Linked DNA regions of Oryctolagus cuniculus: region 1 is linked to region 2. A link is a contact called in public Hi-C data. All regions are on one chromosome and are shown on one strand. Each heading gives the region's core, a stretch centred on a gene start, on an enhancer-like site or on the middle of the called end of the contact. The rest is flanking DNA. Distances are from core to core; before and after follow the strand shown.

What was found. A called contact is a pair of places that touch in the nucleus more often than the background predicts.
Region 1: a contact with region 2 is called in a Hi-C map of an unstated tissue, with 2.8 times the contacts expected there. The contact joins the promoter of KCNMB4 here to the enhancer-like site in region 2. A contact is called at or near these places in 2 of 6 Hi-C or Micro-C datasets (skin fibroblasts and an unstated tissue).

The regions. Positions count from the first base shown.
Region 1 is chr11:72,912,142-72,918,728 of mOryCun1.1, forward strand. It overlaps KCNMB4 (potassium calcium-activated channel subfamily M regulatory beta subunit 4), which reads left to right and starts at 2,126. Exons shown (of 4, transcript XR_011380162.1): 1 at 2,126-3,949.
Region 2 is chr11:72,435,530-72,442,054 of mOryCun1.1, forward strand. It overlaps MYRFL (myelin regulatory factor like), which reads left to right. Exons shown (of 27, transcript XM_008256780.4): 5 at 4,207-4,274; 6 at 4,360-4,618; 7 at 5,312-5,403. Among named protein-coding and RNA genes, the nearest start is that of MYRFL, 61 kb to the left of the region's middle. Within about 2 kb of position 4,627, at least 1 of the 8 cell types and tissues checked has an H3K27ac peak or open chromatin away from gene starts, as enhancers often do.

The DNA of each region.
Region 1 (6,587 bases), core at 876-3,375, 470 kb after region 2:
GATCATGAAAATAAATTATAAATGAGAGTGGCTTTAATGTCTGTGTTTGTATCGATTTTATTTTCCTTTTAGGTGGGATTTCATCAAGCTGTGAGTCTCCTGAAAAAGGCTGCAGACAGTGATGTCCGTCAAATGTCAGTCTGGTTCGAGTGTTTTTGGTGTTATATTGTAACTGGTGGAACAGCATTCAGAGAATTAGCTGCTTTTTCTTTGCCCTCCAGGGATCAGCAGGTGCTCAGCAGCCTCAGGAGCTCAGCACTTCTGAGGTCTCTGGGGTTCTACCACCATTCTGACCAGAGAATCAATGGTGACCCACTCTGAAATTGAGGGGTGGACATAGCCAGTCGTGCTTGAATGTGGGAAGACAGCCTCACTTCAAGTAAATGAAACTGGGGCCAGCATTGTGGCACAGCAGGTTAAGCTGCTGTCTGGGATGCCAGCCTCCCATATGGGAGCTAGTTCCAGTCCCGCCTGCTCCACTTTTGATCCAGCTCCCTGCTACAGCACCTGGGAAAGCAGAAGAGGATGCCCAGTGCTTGGGCCCCTGTACCCATGCAGGAGACCTGGAAGAAGTTCCCAGCTCCTGGCTTCGGCCTAGCCCAGCCCAGGCCTTTCAGGCTATCTAGGGAGTGAACCAGTGGATGGACAATCTTTCTCCCTCTCTCGCTCTCTCTTTTTTTTAAAGATTTATTTACTTGAAAGTCAGAGTTACACACAGAGAGAAGGAAAGCAGAGAGAGAGAGAGAGAGAGAGAGAGAGAGAGAGAGAGGTCTTCCATCCGCTGGTTCACTCCTCAGATGGCCGCAATGGCCGGAGCTGTGCCAATCCGAAGCCAGGAGCCAAGAGCTTCTTCTGGGTCTCCCACGGGGGTGCAGGGGCCCAGGGACTTGGGCCATCTTTGCTGATCTGCTGCTGCTTTCCCAGGCCATAGCAGAGCTGGATCGGAAGTGGAGCAGCCAGGACTAGAACTGGAGCCCATATGAGAAGTTGGCACTGTCAAAGGCGGCTTTATCCCTTATGCCACACCGCTGGCCCCTTTTCCTCCCTCTCTCTCTAACCCTTTCAAAAAAACTTTTTAAGTAAAGGAAACTAATAAGCACTCAGTTCCATTAAGGGTAAAATAAATTGATCACATTTGTGAAATCTTTTGATATGTTTGAGAAGTGAACTAATTTAAAATAGGAGGAAAGTAAATGTTTAAAGAACAGAAGGCCGGGTAGCACTCGTTTCTTCAAATAATTGTAAAGAAATGATTACATGCCAAACTACAAACAAATTGATTCAATGGTTCTAAAGAACTTACGTTAAACTGCAAATGAATTTTCTGATTTTCTGATGTTCCTAGTCTTGGAAGAGCATCTGAGAAGAATTTTGAGACAGAACACTTTAAGCTCTGAAATCACTGAAAACTCAATAATACTCCTTCAAGTAGTTCTAGGCCCCTCCCCCATCCATGAGCAAGAATGGGAATGAATTCCTGGCTCAGGTTCCGCCCCTGTGCAACCCCAGCTGCAATAGCTGCCTGGAGTCTGTGAGGGGGCTTTGCTTTGCTGCCGCAGGGTGAAGCCTGTGACCACGGGGTAAGCTGTTCTAACTAGCAACTCACTTTGCTTTCAGCTACTGAAATTACGCACATTGGTCTCGCACCAACAGAAAAGGCTGGGAATGATGGCAGTCACTGGGTAAAAACGGGACGGTAGCAAAGTACAAAGCGTCTTCCTCAGTTCGACGTTTTCCTAACCCAGTCATCTTCTTGAAAAACAAAAAAACAAACGAAAGAAAACAAAAAGCAGGGTCTCCCAGCAACTCAAGTTGATGTGTCCACTGCTTGGAAATCCGCATTGCCTCTCACATAAAGACAGAAAGGAACGGTACTTGAGCAGAACCGCAGGCGAAAGGTACGCGATACCAGTTAAGCAACATCTGAAGCCCAGGACAGAGAAGACAAGAGCCCCACGTCTTCATCAGGAGCACAATTTAGTTTTTGCTCATCTGGGACTTGCAAAACACAACAAAAAAAAATACACTTATGTATGCTTTGCCACGAAGTGAGCATCTTGATGATAATTTCAAGATGTAGTAGTAGTCAAGTTTGATAGAAGTACGGTTTGAGAAAAGGCAATGTTGGAACAAAAACAAGGACTTGAGCCTGACGGTGCACCGGCGGGGTGGGGGTGCAGGGAGCCGCGGGAAGAGCTGGGAGAGCACAGAGCCCGGAGGAGCGGTACCTGGCCCAGGCGGGTGTGCGCAGCGATCCTGGGAAGCTCATGAGGAACCGCGGGCCACTGCAGGGCCCCCGGGCGGCGAGGCTCCCGAGCGGGGAAACCGCCGAAGGGGTCTGTCCTCGGGAGCTGCGAAGCCAGGGGGCGGTGCTGATCGGGGCAGCGGCGTCTCTTCGCCTGCCCGCCTCACGCCCCGTTTCCTTCGGACCCTCTTCAGCCAGCCCCAGCCAGGAGGACAAATCTCACGAGGCGGACCCTGCTGCCGCGAGGTTCGGTCGAGGCCCCGGAAGCAAGTTTCGCCCGTCTCGCCGGCGCCCCGCGCGATGCCTCCACAGCAGACTCCACCTGCCTGCGTCTGTGCCGGTCCGATCTCGCCGTCCGCGCCGGGGATGCGGGCCTGCGCCGAATGCCGGGACGGAGCGGTGCCCGCGCTCGCAGGGACCCGGGGGGCGGCAGCGTGGGCGCAGCCGGGCCACACTCCTCGCCGCGCCGCCAGCCCCTGCCCTCCCTAGCCAGGACCTCCGCTCGCCCGTGGGCTTCCACGTCGGTGCGCTCGGCCCGGCCACCCCTGCCCGCTTCCCCGGGCGCCAGCTGCCAGGCGACCGGCCAATCCGCGTGTGCAGTTCAAGATTCCCGCCGCTCCACTGGCTCTTCCCCCTTCCCCTCTGTTTTCCCATTTTTTTTTCTTTTAAACTTTCACCCCGGTTAAGCTGTTTTGATCCCAAATCCTCAACTCGGACATCTCTCCGGCGGGATTCAGCGCGGCCTCGGAACACCCGCCGTCGCCGTCCCCGGTGCGCGCTCGCCCCCTCGCCCGCCGGGGACGCACCGGGGCGGGGCGGGGCGGGGCCCGAGGGCTCCGGGCGGCGGCGGCGGCGGAGGGGCGGAGCAGCCTCCCGCACCGGGGGGAGCCCTGGGGCTCGCCCCTGCCCAGCCGTTCGGACCGTGGCGGCCGCTGCCCGGCGGGTGCGCGCAGCAGCGGCCAGCGGGCCATGGAGACCGGGAGACGCTCGGCGGGAGGAGGCGGGGTGGGGGAGGCGGGGAGAGCGCGGGCGTGGAGGCTGGCAGGGGGCGCTGGAGGCTGGAGCGGTCCGTGCGCTCCCCGCGCCCGAGGGTGCAGGCGGCTCTGAAGCGGCGGCTGCTCCGCCGAGCCGGCGCGGCGGCTGGGGGCGCGCGGGGCGGGGGGGGGGGGCTGCCGCCGCCGCCGCCGCCGCCGGGGGCGTCGCCGGGCTCGGCCCCTTTGTTCTCGCGCGCTCCCCCTCGCCGCCCACTCCCCTGCTGTCGCGCGGCGGCGGCGGCGGCGGCGGCTCCTCCCGCCCGAGGCAGTCGGGCTGGGCGCCGGGGGCGGGAGGGGGCGGGGGGAGCGCGCCAGCCGCCGAGAGTGGGGGGCGATGGCGAAGCTCCGGGTGGCTTACGAGTACACGGAAGCCGAGGACAAGAGCATCCGGCTCGGCTTGTTTCTCATCATCTCGGGCGTCGTGTCGCTCTTCATCTTCGGCTTCTGCTGGCTCAGTCCCGCGCTGCAGGATCTGCAAGCCACGGCGGCCAACTGCACGGTGCTGTCGGTGCAGCAGATCGGCGAGGTGTTCGAGTGCACGTTCACCTGTGGCGCCGACTGCAGGGGCACCTCGCAGTACCCCTGCGTCCAGGTCTACGTGAACAACTCCGAGTCCAACTCCAGGGCGCTGCTGCACAGCGACGAGCACCAGCTCCTGACCAACCCCAAGGTAAGGACGCCCCGCGCGAACGACGCCTGCCGCCTGCGGGGCTCCGGAGGGTGGGTGGCGGCCTCGGCGTTGGAGCGCCCGCGCGGGGTGGGAGGAGACCGCGCGTCACACCGCAGGCTGACCTCAAACCCGGAGCCCCCGGCGCGGGGCCCTCCTGCAGGTGCGTTCGTGCTCCGCGGCGCGCCCTCCGCACCTGTCTTGCCGGTTCTGGGGTTTTGAGGCCTCGCGCCCAGAGCGGGTCCGGCGTCCACGCCACGGGCTTAGGAGACAGGCGGGGAGCCGAGAAAGTTAACTTTTCCCTCCGTCGACAGCCAGTGGGTTAGCGGGGACGCGCCGCCGCCGCCGGCGCCCTGGCCGTTCCTGGGCAATGACCTCCTGGGAGGGTCGCGGGCGTCGGTCCACCCCCTGGGAAGTTGTTAGCGGATAACTGGCTTTGTTCCACTCTGCGGGCAGTTTTAACCGGGGGTCCATTCGGGGGTGGACAAACGACCTGAGATCAAAGGCGGAATTCTGCGTAGGTGCACTCCGGCGGCTACACGCAGCCCCTAACGGGCCTGAAATCGACTCTCAGACGGGTTCATAGAGAGACCCTAGTGTGCGGGGCATTTACTGGGAGCGCTCTGGAGAATCGGGAAACACCGAAAGTAGAAAACCTGCGGTGACATTGCCCGATAGCCCTCCCCTGACAAGTTGCCTTCTCACGAGCCAGAACAGAAGAGAAAGAAATGAGACCTGGTTCGGACTCGCGGCGTGGAGAGCAGAGAGGGAGACTCAGAAAGCTGTTCCCGGTGGAGAAGAATGTGAAAAGCCGCTTATAAAAAGCAGCGTCCTCAGCCTGTGAACTAATTGAGCTTTGTAGCGCACCTGCTTCTGCAAAGGTTTCCTTTCGTCTTCCCTCTGCTCGCTTCCTGCTGTCTGTGTTGAGTATCAAAGTCAGGGGTGCCTCTTTGTAAAAGTTGTCGACAGCTTTCCTCTTTATGAGTGCTGTGCTTGAGGGAAACAGCCCTAAGGGAGATGAATCCTGTGTTTGCAGGAAAACTTTCTACTGAATGTCAATATTTGTATTAATCCAAAGGACTTAGCCGAAAGGAAAAAAATTCTGTATTATTATTATTATTATTAAAAATAAGCTTTCTGTAGTTCTGCAGCAAAACTCGTGGGTTTGTCTCCTCAATAGTGAATTCTTGAAATTGGAAAGTCAAAAACTTTTTAAAAATATGACACATCTTGGTAAAAAAAAATGTTCTTGCTAACAACTGAGGATTCATTCACCCTAGAAATGTAGGTAATGCTCATAGACTAGCGGGGAGTAGAGGAGTAAGACTTTAGAGTGCAGATGTGAAGATGCAGCAGGGTCTGCAAGCCGGTCTGCCTCACGCTCGGGAATTTCAAAAGCAATCTCAGGGTGTTCGAGACATTGCATTTCCAGGGTGCAATGAGTAATATCAAAGAGAAGTCCCCCGAGGTAGTCATGAGGTAGACATTCTACGATAGTTCATCACTGAGGAGTTATGATAGTTGGGGAAGTATTGCTAAATATTTCAAGACAGTGGCTCAGGCACTCGTCAGTAGAATATTAATATGCAGATAAATGGCTAATATCTAACCAAGACCTTGACAGAGTAGAATTTCCCACCAGAAGACGGCGGCACGATTTCCAGGCCGTTTTGCAGGATCTGGCAGAAGTCGTGAATTAGAATTACTGCAACACTGATCTTTAAATCCCTTCTAAGTGGTCACTGTGCGCTGTGTAATACTAAGATATTCTCCCCTGCCTGCCCTCACCACCAGCGCACCCCAAGATAAGGTTTGTCTTCCCAGTGCCAGTCCAGATCTTGGCTAACAGCTGTTTTAGAAGAAGTACCTGAATAAAATAACACCCGATAGAATATTCAAGCATGGACAGAAGTGGAGAAAGATGTATTTAGGAGCCATAAAGTGATGGACAGCATCCCAGGCAACCACGGTCTCCTCTGCCAAACCTGTGTGTGTCTCTCTCTCCAGATGATGATTATGTTTCCTGCTTTGACTGATTAAATGCTCATTTGGAAATTCTCTTAAGCAATATGGTGATGGAAAAATTGGATGTAACCAAAATATTGTGCCAGAATCAAGTGCATAGGCAGTGCTCTTGCCGTTAGACAATGCCCATATCCCAGTCCTGTTGCATTTTTGCTGCCTGCATGTTTTTTGGTTTTGTTTTTGCTTTACCTTAAATGTTTATTGGTAGCGTAGGTTTCTCACCCATTGTCTTGAATCCCAAGCACCTTCAACCCTCTCTTCTTCATGACCCACCAGAACAAGCAACCATTTAGAAAATCACTTTTTAGAAGAACAGAACAAGGACTTTTCCCTCTCCTCTGAGTTTGCTGCATTAATCACAGTAGAAAGCATGGAAGGGGAAAGAATATTACACATATACACCTTCTTAGGCCATAGAGTGCTAAAGAAGATACCGTGAATACGTTTCATCTTTGACTAACAACTTCTCAAAAAACTCTTTTACTCCTATTTGATTTATGTGATTGTGTGTTGACTCTTGTCCTTATTGTCTAAAGTAACCACTGTATCTGCTCCTAGTTTTTAAGTCAGCTGATTAACCCCAGGGAGATGGCCTGCTCTGGGAATTGGCCATTCC
Region 2 (6,525 bases), core at 3,377-5,876:
TAGCAGCTGCTTTAAGACCCTTACTTTGGTGCATTTGGTGCAGCAGTTAAGATGCTGGTCACAGGGCTGGCACTGTGGCATAGCAGGTAAAGCCCCTACTTGCAGTGCCAGCATCCCATATGGGCACCAATTCGAGTCCTGACTGCTGTACTTCTGATCTGGCTCTCTGCTATGGCCTGGGAAAGCAGTAGAAGATGGCCCAAGTCCTTGGGCCCTGTACCCATGTGGGAAACCCAGGAGAAGCTCCTGGTTCCTGGCTCCGGATTGGTGTAGCTTCAGCTGTTGCAGCCAACTGGGGAGTGAACCAGCAGATGGAAGATCTCTCTCTCTCTCTCTTTCTCTCTCTCTCTCTCTCTCTCTCTCTTTCTCTCTCTCTCTCTTTTTGCCTCTCCTTCTCTCTCTGTATAACTCTTTCAAATAAATAAATAATCTTAAAACAAAAAGTTGCTGCTCAGGACACCTGCATCCCATGTCAGACTGCCTGTGTTCAAGCCCCAGCTCATACCCCATTCCAGCTTCTTGCTGATGTGCATCCTGGGAAGCAGCAGTGATGGTTCAGGTAGTTGAGTCCCTGCCACTCATACAGAAGACCTGGACTGAGTTCACACCTCCTGGCTTCAGCCCAGCCCAGTCCCAGTAGTTGTGGACATTTGGGGAGTGAAGCAGCAGATGACAGATCTCCATCTGTCTGGTCTGTATATCTGCCTTCATTTCAAAATAAACATAAGTAGCTAAATAAATGTTTTACAAAGATCCTTGTCTGCTAATCCAGTATCTGCATCATCTCTGGGCTGGCGTCTGTTAAATCCCTTTCCCTCTGGGTGAGGTCCCATTTTCCTGGTTCTTTATTGTTGAAGATTCTTAAAAATTATTTTAATGTATGTATTATTTTTATTTATTTGAAAGGCAGAAGGATACAGAGAGACAGAGGTGGACAGACAGGGAGAGATCTTCCACATACGGATTCACTCCCAAAATGCCTGAAACAGTGAGGGCTAAGTCAGGCCAAAGCCTGGAGCCCAGATCTCAATCTGGGTCCCCCCATCAGTGCAGGGACTCAAGTACTTGAGATGTCAGTGCTGTCTCCCAGGTGGGCATCAGCAGGACACTGGAATCAGAAGTCCAGCATTTGGATTTGGGCGGGCCAAGTGCACCCAAGTGTGGGCATCCCAAACGGTGACTTAACAGCTACACACCCCTGTTGAATAATTCTCAGTTGCATTCTGGACATCTTTCCTCTGCAGAGCATAGATACTTTTGTTGTAGAAGGCAATTACTTTGCTTAGACTCAACTGTAAACTCTCTCTGGGGATGTAGCTAGCATTTCAATGCAGTCCTTTTGTCTTAGGCTATGTGTAACCAGCCCCACCCAAGGCTGGCTCAGAGACTTGAGCAGATATACACAGAATCTGCATCTGTCTTCCAAGATTCCCTTTTCATTTGTCATCAGCTGTGTTTTCCCAAAGTCTGTTTGCTAGTTCTTCAGGCCAGAAGGACTGTGGGTTTCTGTAGGAGTGTTAACCACTCTGTGGTCTCTCCTTAACCCAGGCTGAAAGCTGTGAAGAGGTAACTCACCCGGTGCCATCACCTTCTTCCCAGTTCCAATGGCTCCATGGGGGTCTCTTTTCCCGTGAGTTTAGAGTTTTCATCTGTAGGAGGCTTAGACCTGCAAGGAGGTTACCAGTTGTAACAGCAGCAAAAGGGATCTTTTGGATCTTTTGACATTCCTTATTTATCTGGTTATTTGTTCGCTGTCTTTAATATTGAAAGCTTTCTGAAAATGTCTGTTCCTACATTGTTTTTTTCCTGTTTGGGAAGTTCTGAGTGCAAGCTGTTAGTTTCAAAGGATGAACTTTGTTATAGAGGGATCAGGCAGGGACTTGCTGCTTTCTTGGTAACTTCAAAGTACCATTTTCCCCTCTGAATACATCTGATTTTTCTTGAGAGCAGTATTTCAGATTCCTTCTTGTGGGAAATCTGCTTAGATGCACACAAAGCAGAGCTGAGAAAGTGTCTCACAGGTCAGCATTGAGATTTTCTTAAATTTTATTTATTTTTTATGGAAAAGGCAGAGAGACAGACTGATGGGCAAAGTGATTCAGGTGTCCACCACAGCCAAAGCTGGGCCAGGCTGAAGCCAGGAGTCAGGAACTCCATTTGTTTCTCTGCTGTGGGTTGCAAGGACCCTAGTACTCAGGTCATCACTGCCTCTCAGGGTGTGCATTAGCAGGAAACTGGTAAAATTTATTTGAGAGGTGGGAGGACGGCTCTCATCCACTGGTTCACTCTCCAAATGCTCTCAACTGCTAGGGGTGGGCCAGAGCTGAAGCTGGGTGCTGGGACTATCATCCAAGTCTCCCACATGGGTGACAGGAAATCAAACAGGTGGGCCATCACCAGCACCTCCCAGAGTGTGCACCAGCAGGAAGCTGATGTCAGGATCTAGAGCTGGGAAGGGAACTCAGGGAACTCACGTGTTCTGATATGGGAGGTGGGCATCTTAGCAGCCAGGCCCGCCACCTGCTGCTCAGTTGAAGTTTTAACGAATCCTGCCATTTTCAGGCAGTACCTCACCAGGTCCTTACCCGTGCCTGGAAGACCTGTGCCCCAGTTCCCCTGGTTCTCTTTTTCCGTAGTGGATCTTTCCAACTACTGGACTGAAGGGGGCTGATATCCAATCACGGGGTGGGGGAGCTAACCTAAGGGTACGACTGTTTCTTTTTTTTTTTTTTTTTTTTTTTTTTTTTAATTTTTTGACAGGCAGAGTGGACAGTGAGAGAGAGAGACAGAGGGAAAGGTCTTCCTTTTGCCGTTGGTTCACCCTCCAATGGCCGCCGCGGCCAGCGCGCTGCGGCCGGCGCACCGCGCTGATCCAATGGCAGGAGCCAGGAGCCAGGTGCTTTTCCTGGTCTCCCATGGGGTGCAGGGCCCAAGCACTTGGGCCATCCTCCACTGCACTCCCTGGCCACAGCAGAGGGCTGGCCTGGAAGAGGGGCAACCGGGACAGAATCCGGCGCCCCGACCGGGACTAGAACCCGGTGTGCCGGCGCCGCTAGGCGGAGGATTAGCCTATTGAGCCGCGGCGCCGGCCACGACTGTTTCTTAATCAAATCTTTAACCAACTGTTTTGCTCTCAGCCCTGCCCTTGCCCCTGGCAACTCCCACGTCCAGGTACTTCTGTGGGGTTTTGTTGGACTGGATGCTTTTTCTTGGCTTCCTGCATCCCTTCCACCTGGGAATCCAGTCCGCATCCACCCTGGCTCTGCCTGGCACCGTGTTATTGTCTGCTGTGTGTTCACACTCGATGTCCTTCTACACTTACACCTCTTTATTCTTCCATGCTCATGGGCATGAGATTTTTGGAGAATGGTCACTGTGTTCTCTTGTCTTACTCATAGGAAGTGAATAAATGATAATGAGCCCATTTGAGGAGAAAGCGTAACTTTTCCAGTAAATGAAAAACACAAACTTTTCCCTTCCTCATATTATGTTGGAAACTTAACAAGATGGTTTACTCTCCAAGCCAGAGCATCAAGTGCAGAGTGTGGTGCTTATATCAAGGGTTTCTGAAGTCTAAAGAATCTGAGGGTCTGTCTTTCTCTCTCTTCCTCTTTTCTCTTTCCTTCCTCACTTCCCTCCTCCCTTCTCTCCCCCACCCCTTTCTTCTTCATTTTGTAAAACCCCTGAGCTCTTTCCAAAAGTTTTGGGATCCCTCAGAGCATAGATGGCAAGCTGTCGCTTTAGTGACAGCCTTTACACTACCTTAGCCCACACAGAATGTGCACCTGTCTCTCGTGTGTGGATGTTGGGAATGTTATGAAATAATGATATCATTTAAGCTGTCCTGCACATGCACAATGTCTGGAGCATGATGCTGTGGATTTGAACACGTTGTTTCTCTTCATTTCCACGATGCTGTGAGGTGGGTGTGATCACTATCCTATTTGGTAGTGGAGGAAACGGAAGCCACAGAGGTTAAGCACTTGTTTGTGGCTACAGCTAGGAGCTGCGAGAGCTAGGGCACCAAGCCCTGTCACTCAATCGCGCTGTGACCCTGGGATGGTCTGGTGAGCTCTGTGTGGTCCCCACCCAGAGCAGTTGGCATCAGCACAGTGGGAGCTGTGCTCAGACCTGCCTCCCAGTGGGAACGTAACTGTTAACAGGACCGCGTAAGACCGGAAAGCAACACGTGTCTCTAATCCGCAGGCAAGGCCAGCTCCCTGACAGCCCACCCTACTCCGCATCAGACTCATGCTCCCCTCCGCAGGGCAAAGGTGAGTGAGGGCTCGCCCTGTGCCTCCTCCTCTCAGACTCCGGGTGGTAAGGTGCAGAGGCACTCCCTGCCGTGTCTTCCCGCAGATGCCTGCCACGGGACCCTGAGGACCACACCTGGCCGGGCCCCAGCTGCCTTTCCCCACAGCACAGCTGCTCCCCGGATGCTGCCCGCGCACCCTCCACAGAGCGTGGCTGCCGTGAGCTATGCCTGCCAGACCCACGGCGGCTTTCACACCTGCTGTCCCGACACCGGCCACCCCGCCCCTCCACCGGACCAGTGCGCGCCCTCGCATCTGGGGCTAAGTTGTTCTCACCATCAGCAAACGCTGTGCCACATCCCTGGGTAAAGGGCACCGTATTTAGCCTTGACCGACCTCAGCAGAAAGCCTTCAGCAGGCGGCCCCTGTGGCAGTGACCTAGACTGTCCAGCGGACTCCTGTCCAGGAGGTGGCAGTATTGAGACGTGTATGGGCCGCGGCGAGGCCCTGGTGTTCTTGCCTTAGCCCATCTTTTAATTACAAACCTACCAAACCCAAGGCCCTCATTCAACAAGGACCTGAAGTACAGGGATTTTCTGGGCGAGGGAGGAAGTGCTGTTTTTATGGGAATCTGCTCAAGGGAATCTGAATGAACTATCAGAAAACTATCCATCAATTAAGTATTGACTGATATCCCCCCCCCCCCTTTCCTTCTTTCATTCCCTTGATTCCTTCTGGATCTAGAGGATGGCAAAGGGCATCAAAAACTGTGGGAAAAAAAAACCTCAGGTGTAAAGCATACACCTGTGTTTTAATTTCCTGTCGTCTCTCTCTCAGTAAGTTCTCTGCCTTTGGAAATGTCTGTTTTCTAGGCAAGAGAGTCTCCGACCCACTGGATAAGGGAAAACTGAGTTTCAGACTAGTTGGGCTCAAGGCACCTTAACCAACTGGACTTAGTCTTAGGAAAGTGGAGAGCAGATACCAGGGAGAGTGCAGTGATGTAATGTGACGGAGAGCAAAGAAGATGCCTAACGTCCATTCTGCTTTCTTGATTCTAGAACCTCCCTGCCCCCCAGCAAGAAGAGGAAGCACACACAGGCACTGGAGGGCCCCGAGGACTGCCGAGTGTGGCCGCACTACCCCAGACCAAGTGAGCAAACCTGGGGCAGGGGACAAGACCAAGATTGACCACCAGCCTTTGAATAGCTGTACAAGATTTCGTTCTGTTTCAGAGAGAGAGAGAGTGCTTTCCTTCCCCTGGACGTGCCTTTTCATGCAGGGAGGGTCACACAGGTGCTCCCAGGAAGAGCTGCCGTTGTCTCTCCCTGGTGCAGGTGCAACCCCAGTGTTTCAGTTTTAGGAGCACCATGTCTCAGAAGGCCCGTGCTTCAGGCCGGCAAGAGTTTGCTGGTGCACCTGTTGCCTGGCTGAGTGCAATCCTCTTTGACTGTAATGTGTCTAGAACAGCATGAGGCTCTTGGTCAAATGCGGATTCTGATTCAGTGAATCTGCTACGGGGTGTGAGATCTACATTTCTAGCATCTCCCAGGTGAGGCCAATGCTGCTGGTTCCTGGAAGGCACTCTGAGCAGCAAGAGGTCAGAGGATGTCTCCACGGGAGTGGGAGGGATGGGGCGTTGAGCTTTCCTGGGACTCCACCAAACCTGGGAGTTCTGAGTTGAGCTTTGAAACTCCGGAAAATCATGTTGGAGGTCTTCCATCGGTATCATCTGATGCCCCAGGGGTCAGCCTATCTTTTTTTTAGTCTTATATAAAATGAAACATACTATGTTTGAGCTTAGAGACCTCATCAAGTTGTGAAGAAAGTGTTATCTTTTGGAGTCCGAAGACTTGAACTTCTGAATTTTCCAAGCAGATTCTCTGGTCTTTACTAGGGAAAAGGATGATACTCCAGGAGACTTTCCACCACCGTAGGTTCTCCAGTGCAGGCTGTGTGAACAGAGCTTTGCATTCAGGGCAACAAGTCCCTGTAGCAGCTTCGCATGAGGTTTCCCTCTTGGGGCTCCCCTCTCCATGGCCCCCAACCTCTAGAAGTTTACACTGCCCGGAAGGGAGCTGTGTGTGGCTTTCTAACCTGAGTAGGGGAAGATGCCCCTCCTAGCCAGAGACACTGTCTTTGTCTTCCACAGCCCCAGGGTATGAGCTCAGCTGGCAGGGGCATCTGACTTCAGCTCCAGCATGGGCTCTAGAGGCCCTTTAGGGGATGATGACCTCCCCTTGTCAGCCAGGTCCCCCAGGTCCCCATCCCCAGG